Regions from separate parts of the Ovis aries genome. Here region 1 is linked to region 2. The links are chromatin contacts, called in public Hi-C maps. All regions are on one chromosome and are shown on one strand. The core of a region is the stretch at or near the end of the contact, and the rest is flanking DNA. Distances in the headings are between cores, read along the strand shown. Region 1 holds the start of CPNE5 (copine 5). Region 2 overlaps CPNE5 (copine 5).

Evidence for each region. Hi-C and Micro-C count contacts between places; a contact is called where the count stands out from the background.
Region 1: a contact with region 2 is called in a Hi-C map of mixed tissues, with 4 times the contacts expected there. The contact joins the promoter of CPNE5 here to the enhancer-like site in region 2. A contact is called at or near these places in 8 of 16 Hi-C or Micro-C datasets (hypothalamus, liver, mesenteric adipose tissue and 4 more).

What each region holds. Positions count from the first base shown.
Region 1 is chr20:10,844,127-10,847,170 of ARS-UI_Ramb_v3.0, reverse strand. It overlaps CPNE5 (copine 5), which reads left to right and starts at 1,271. Exons shown (of 21, transcript XM_027958670.3): 1 at 1,271-2,023. The coding sequence starts at 1,929.
Region 2 is chr20:10,759,917-10,762,848 of ARS-UI_Ramb_v3.0, reverse strand. CPNE5 (copine 5) reads left to right here. Exons shown (of 21, transcript XM_027958670.3): 13 at 2,090-2,143. Among named protein-coding and RNA genes, the nearest start is that of RAB44, 63 kb to the right of the region's middle. Within about 2 kb of position 1,313, at least 4 of the 54 cell types and tissues checked have an H3K27ac peak or open chromatin away from gene starts, as enhancers often do. A contact at or near this core is called in liver, where this site is marked.

The sequences.
Region 1 (3,044 bases), core at 22-2,521, 84 kb before region 2:
CACCACCCTGGGCATCCCCTCTTTGTTCTTGCTGTCGGGTCCCAGGTCGCAGAGCCTAGTCCAGCAGATCCTGAGCCATGGGTAAACAGAAAACACTTAACCCAGGCTGACGAACGTGTTCTTATATTTATCTTTGACTCTGGCTGTATCCGATGTTCTGGGAATTGACTTCAAACAGAATCTTGAGCGCCGGTTAAGGCCCAGCTGCCAAAGCCAGGCCCGGAGGGCGCGGCTTTCCCAGAGCCGGTCTCAGGCTCTGATCCCCCCAGGACCCTTCCCCGGCAGAGAGGCGCGTCCGCTCCAAATGCCGGGGCGATGGGGAAGAGGAGGTTCCAGCTCAGTAAAGCTGAGATTCAGGCTGAGGAAGGGCCGCGGGAGATTTCCTGGGGAAGCGTCTCTCTGAGAAGCCCTGGAGAGACGCCACAGCGCTGCAAACCCAGGGGCTCACCCAGGAGGCTAGACCCGGGCAGAGTGGAGCCGCAACGGGCCAGGCTGGAAGGGAGGCCGCCAGAGAGGGGCCTGGACAATCTCCTCGCTCCCCTGACTGCGATCAGAGCCCGGCACACAGCAGGCGCCTACTTGGTGCAGGTTGCAGAGAAGCCTGGAGAGCTCGGACCGCCCTCTGCCTGGTTGGAGGAAGCTTCTAGACCCAGGGGCTGGCTAAGCCGTGTGGTCACGACGGGCAGGGGATGGGGAGGGCTCTGTCGCGTGGCTTAGGTGGCCGACTCCGCGTGGCCAGGCCCGGCGGGGGCAGAGGCGGATGGGAGAGCGTCCATGAACCCACGCTGCCTAGGCCTAAGGACCCTCACTGAGGCGACCCCTCCGGGCACTGGGGTCGTCCCCACACGCTTCCCCAGGAGATGTAAAATCTGTTTCTGCACTGAGACCCGCCCCCTCCCCCGCGTTGGGGCGCACCCTCAGCGGACTCCCCCCCCAAACCTCTGGGGGAGATGCTGTCTCTGTGCACAGATCCCTCCCCACCCTCGCTCCGCAGAGACCCTTCCCAAACAGATGCTCCTAGGTTCAGACACCCCTCTGGCTCCCGGGGTACCGAGATCCTCCGGGAGGTGGGAAGTGGAGCGCGGGCGCAGACGAAGACGCGCACCGCCGAGACCATCTCTAGCCGTCACCCCCCAGGCTCCCAGCATCTGGAACCGCGTCCCCACGCCCGCCACACGCACACACACACAGATTCACACGCTCGCACACACACTCGCGCGCAGACCCCGCCCGCGGCCCCGCCCCGGCCCCTGCGGGCGCCCCCTCCGGCGCTCACGGACCCAGCAAGCGGCCCGCCCCGGGTGGCGGGAGGTGGCGGCTTCGGGCAGATTTGATTTTCCCGCAGCCCGGGCGCCCCGGAGCCAGAGCCCGAGCCGAGGAGGTGGCGCTCGGAGCCGCGTCCCCAGCCTCGCCGCCGCCCGCGCGGAGACCCAGCGAGTGGCGCCGCAGCTCCGGCGCTCCGGGTTCGCTCCGCGCTGCCTGAGTCCCGCCGCCCCCGCAGCCCGAGCTCCACTCGACCCCCCACACCCCCTCTCCCTCTCCTGCGCCCCTTCTGCCCCCACCCCGAGCTCCCCGCCCCTTTCCTGGTGCTCTCTCCACCACTCCGCGCGTCCCTCCCGGCGCCCTCGCCTCGCGCCCCTCCGCCTCTCCCCGCTGCGCCCCAGCTCCCTGCGCGCTCTGCCCCTCAACACTGGGTCCCCAGCCTCCTCGCGGCGTCACCCGCACCCCCTCCTCTCTCCTCGGCCCCCGCTCCCTCCGCCCCCTTCCCTCTCTCACTTCCCACGCCCCCTCTTCGCTCTCCTCTCTCCTCCCTTTGCCGCCCAGCCCCGGCTCGGGAGTTAGGGGGAGAGCCCAGGGTTTCCGTCGCTCCGGAGGAGTCGTGAATCGCGCAGGGATTGACTAATTTGGGGTGGGGGGCGCGGTGGGCTATGGAACAGCCCGAGGACATGGCGTCGCTGAGCGAGTTCGACTCCTTGGCGGGCAGCATCCCGGCCACCAAGGTGGAGATCACCGTGTCCTGCAGGTGAGCCGCCCGCTGTCCGGGTCCCCCCGCCCCGCCCCTGGAGCCGGAGCCCCGTCTACCTCCGTGCGCCCCCTTCCAGAGCGTGCTCGCCCCTCTGCCTGTCGGGCAAGAGCCCATGCCCAGCCACGGGTGGCCAAGGCGGAATGGGAAGCCAGGCTCAGGGTCTTATTCGGGAAAGTTTGCACGCCGGGCTGATGTTGCGAGGAGATAAGAAGACACAGGGGGTAGGGATCCGGGAGCCCGAGGGGGGAGAGGGAGGTAGTGAACGAACACGGCAGGGGCTTCACGCCGTCTATTTCTGATCGTCCCCTCCCCAAATGGAGAAGAGAGGGATTTGCCTCATCCCTCCCAGGCGTGCCCAGCCTCTGCCTTCTGCGCCCTCCTTCCCTGCCTTCTCCCTGCTCCTTCGCCCCAACTCCCCCACCCTCTCCTCCCTCCCTCCCCCCACCTTCTAGACCCCAGGATCCTACAGCCTTTCTTCACCTCCAACAGCAAAACAGACTCTTTGGGAAACGATCAGATTGGCTCACTCATGCTGAGCTGTGGATGACTGATAACAACTCGAAGTGAGACCATTAAAAAAAAACAATAACTGGGATACAAAATCTTAAGCCAAAGGACTAGGACACTGAGTGTGGAAGTTTAGAGTCCAGCAGGGGAGGGAGAGGAGCGTTTTTGTGGGCTCCCACCCCTAAATCCTCATCCATGTCACACAGGCTTTGGGAGTCACTGGCAGGGGGGACATCGGAGCTGGGTCTCCCCTAGGTTCTTCCGTCTGAGAGGAAGGCTGTCCCAAGCAGTGAGGGGCACAGGTGGGCTGGGGGGGCTGTCTCCCCTAGTGCAGTCAGCCTGCGGCTGGCCTAGGGTCACTGCCTTGCGGGGACTGTGAGGAGCACTGGTCGGTGCAGACCCCACCTCTGCAGGAGATGCCGTTCCCCTGCCCAGAGTGACCAACAGGGTCTCTGGGGTCCCGGGTGTGCACTTGTCCCAAATCGCCTGCCCCATCCTCTTCTAGGCCTCT
Region 2 (2,932 bases), core at 64-2,563:
CTCCTCTCCTCTGGCCAGCCGCTTCCCCCTCCTGTGCCATCATCGTGGGGACCACGGCCCCTGGGGAGGCATCCCTGATGCCTTCTGCCCCGCATCCCACACCCAGTCCACGGCTGAGTCCTGCTCCTCCTGCCACCTGGATATTCTGAGGCTTGTCCCCTTCCTTCCTGTCCACCCCCACCATCACCATCTCCCCCGTGGGGGTGGGGGGCTTTGCGACAGCCTCCTAATGGCCTTTCCACTTCTACTCAGTAACCCAGAGCTGCCTACAAAATGGTAATCGACCACACTGCTGCCCTGCTTACTACCTGGCTGTTCACTTCACCCGCTGTCTCAGCCTGGTTCGCCCCAGGGAGCAGGGAGCCTCCACCCCAACTGATGTCCGACAGGGCCCTTTACCTACAAGGAAAGGCCGAGCTCCTTCACAAGAGGGTCAAGCCCCCGCGACCTGCAGTGTCTGTGCAGCTGAGGTGGGGGCGTGTATGAGCGGCCGTATACATCACAGCTCTAGGAGCCCCTGGGGTCTGGCCCGCTCCCCGTCCCTCTGCCCACCCTCGCTTTCAGCCCATTATGCCATCTGAGGCTCTCTGAACCTCCATCTGGCTCGGTCTCTGTGGCTTCATTTGTGCTGGTGCCTCCCCGGGGCTCCCTTTGCTCTTCTTGACCTGGTTGGGCCTCTACCGGGCCTCAGAGACAGCCTGTGATGCTCCTCCCCCAGGAAGGCCCTACCTGCACACCCACCAAGTCTGAAGAGGGTGCTCCTGTTCCCTCCTCCCCCACTAAAAGCAGGCCTGTTACCTGTTTATCATACTATGTGTGTGCGTGTGTGCTAAGTTGCTTCAGTCGTGTCTGACTCTTTGTGACCCCGTGGACTGTAGCCCACCAGGCTCTTCTGTCCATGGGATTCTCCAGGCAAGAATACTGGAGTGGGCTGCCATTCCCTCCTCCAGGGGAATCTTCCTGACCCAGGGATTGAAGCCACATCTCTTAGGTCTCCTGCACTGGCAGGCAGGTTCTTTACACTAGCGACACCTGGGCAGCCCTTATCATACTTCCTCCCTCCCCTCCCCCCTCCTCCCTCCCCTCCCCACCCCCCCTCCCCAAAGACCATGACATCCTCAGGGGTGGGGACGATGTCTCGCTCACTGTTGTGTCCAGAGCCCGCAGAGCTCCTGGTCCTGGGAGCCACTCAGTGCCTCCTTGCACAGGAGGGCAGACCCCCTACCAGCCCTGGGGACCCTGAAGACGCTGGGGACGTGAGGAGAGAGAGGAGAAAGCTTCGAACTCCAGCCCGGGAGTGGGGAGGTTGCTGGCCCCTAGGGGGCGCTGGTCCCCTGCACGGCGTCTGGGGCCGCTTAGGCTGGAGAGTCTGGTACATGGGGAGGGGGGGAGGGGGTGTGCATGCCCAGTGGTGGTGGAAACCCCAGAACAAACAGGATGTTTTCTCAGTGCCCACTTCACAGGAAGATCTGAGAACAAAACAGTGCTTTAATATTGAAACAGTTATAATTAGAGAGTGCATGTGGTACAGGCTAATTTAAAGATAACAGATGACTTCAAAGACATATGCTTGTGGCCAGGTCTTTTGGTGATGCCCAGACCCCCAAGAGTCCATGTGCATTCCCCTCTGGTGGGAGAGCTGCTCTGGAGTAGATGTTTGAGTTGCGGTAAATACTAGAAGCCCCACACCCTCATGGGACAGACTGAGAGATCCAGGAACAGTGTAGTCTCGGGGCTGCAATGTGCCCCCGTCTCAGCAGCTTGCCTAGGGAACTGTCGTCCTACGAACACGCCAGGCAGCACCAGATCCTCTGCGTGGCCTTCAGGCCTGTGGCGGTTCTGAGGTTTGTGCTGGGTTTGTCCCGCCAGACTTCTCTCCCCCGTTCCTGCCTGCACAGCTTGCCAGACCTCCCACCTGAACTTCCCACCTGGGCCTAAGCTCCAGCTCTTTCTTCCTTCTGCGTCTCCCTAGTCACCCTTGGCTTCCTCCTTCTCTTCTGCCCCAGGGCCACACCCAGCCCCTGCAGAAGCGCTCCTTCTTACCTGGTAACTGGGTTTTATTGTGTGTGTGTGTTTTTTTCCTCGGCAGGTGGTAAACCCAAAAAAGAAAATGAAGAAAAAGAAATATGTGAATTCGGGCACAGTGAGTAGCCACTCCCTCTCTGAGGCGGATGTAGACTTCCTGAGCCCCGAGCTAGGTCTGGTGGTCTGTGCGGCTTTGCTGCAGGGTGTGGGAACCAGACCTGGGGGTTGGGGGTGGGGAGGAGTGGGGCTGACGGAGCAGTGGGGGTCCGGGGGGACGGGCCCTGTGATGTAGGATGAAAAATCCCAGAGAGAAACTCCCGTGGGGGGCTCTTGCTGCAGGAAGGAAAAGGACTCGAACTTATTGGGCTCTTACTCTGGGAAATTCCCCGTTGGGGTGCTTTTCACAGGTTGTTTCCTTAAGAGGCAGGCATTATCATCCCCTCGTCACAAGAACGGAAACCAAGGCCCAGGCAGGGAAGTGACTCAACCAAGGTCACAGAGCTGGAAGGTGGTAGACAGAGCAGTGAGCACAACAGTTAAATCTGCAGCTTGCAGCTGCTGTGGACACGGCCTCCTTAACCAAGACCATCCTGGGATCACACTGGCCCAGCGGCTTCCGGGGGCTGATCCTCAGCACACTCCTGCATTTCTTCAACAAATATTTACTGTGTGCTCCCAAGTGCCAGGCACTGTTTGGGGCAAGAGGGAATAAGACTGATGCAAATCCCTGCCCCCCTGGTACTTATTGTCAGGTTGGGGGGTGGGGGACAGAAGACAAGTGCTCCCGCAAATACCTGTGTGTGCCAGGTGGTTGGGGGTGCTGTGGAAACAAAGTATAGTGAAGTGTGGAATCTAGAAAAATGACATAGACGATCTTACTTGCAACGCAAATATAGAGACAGACATA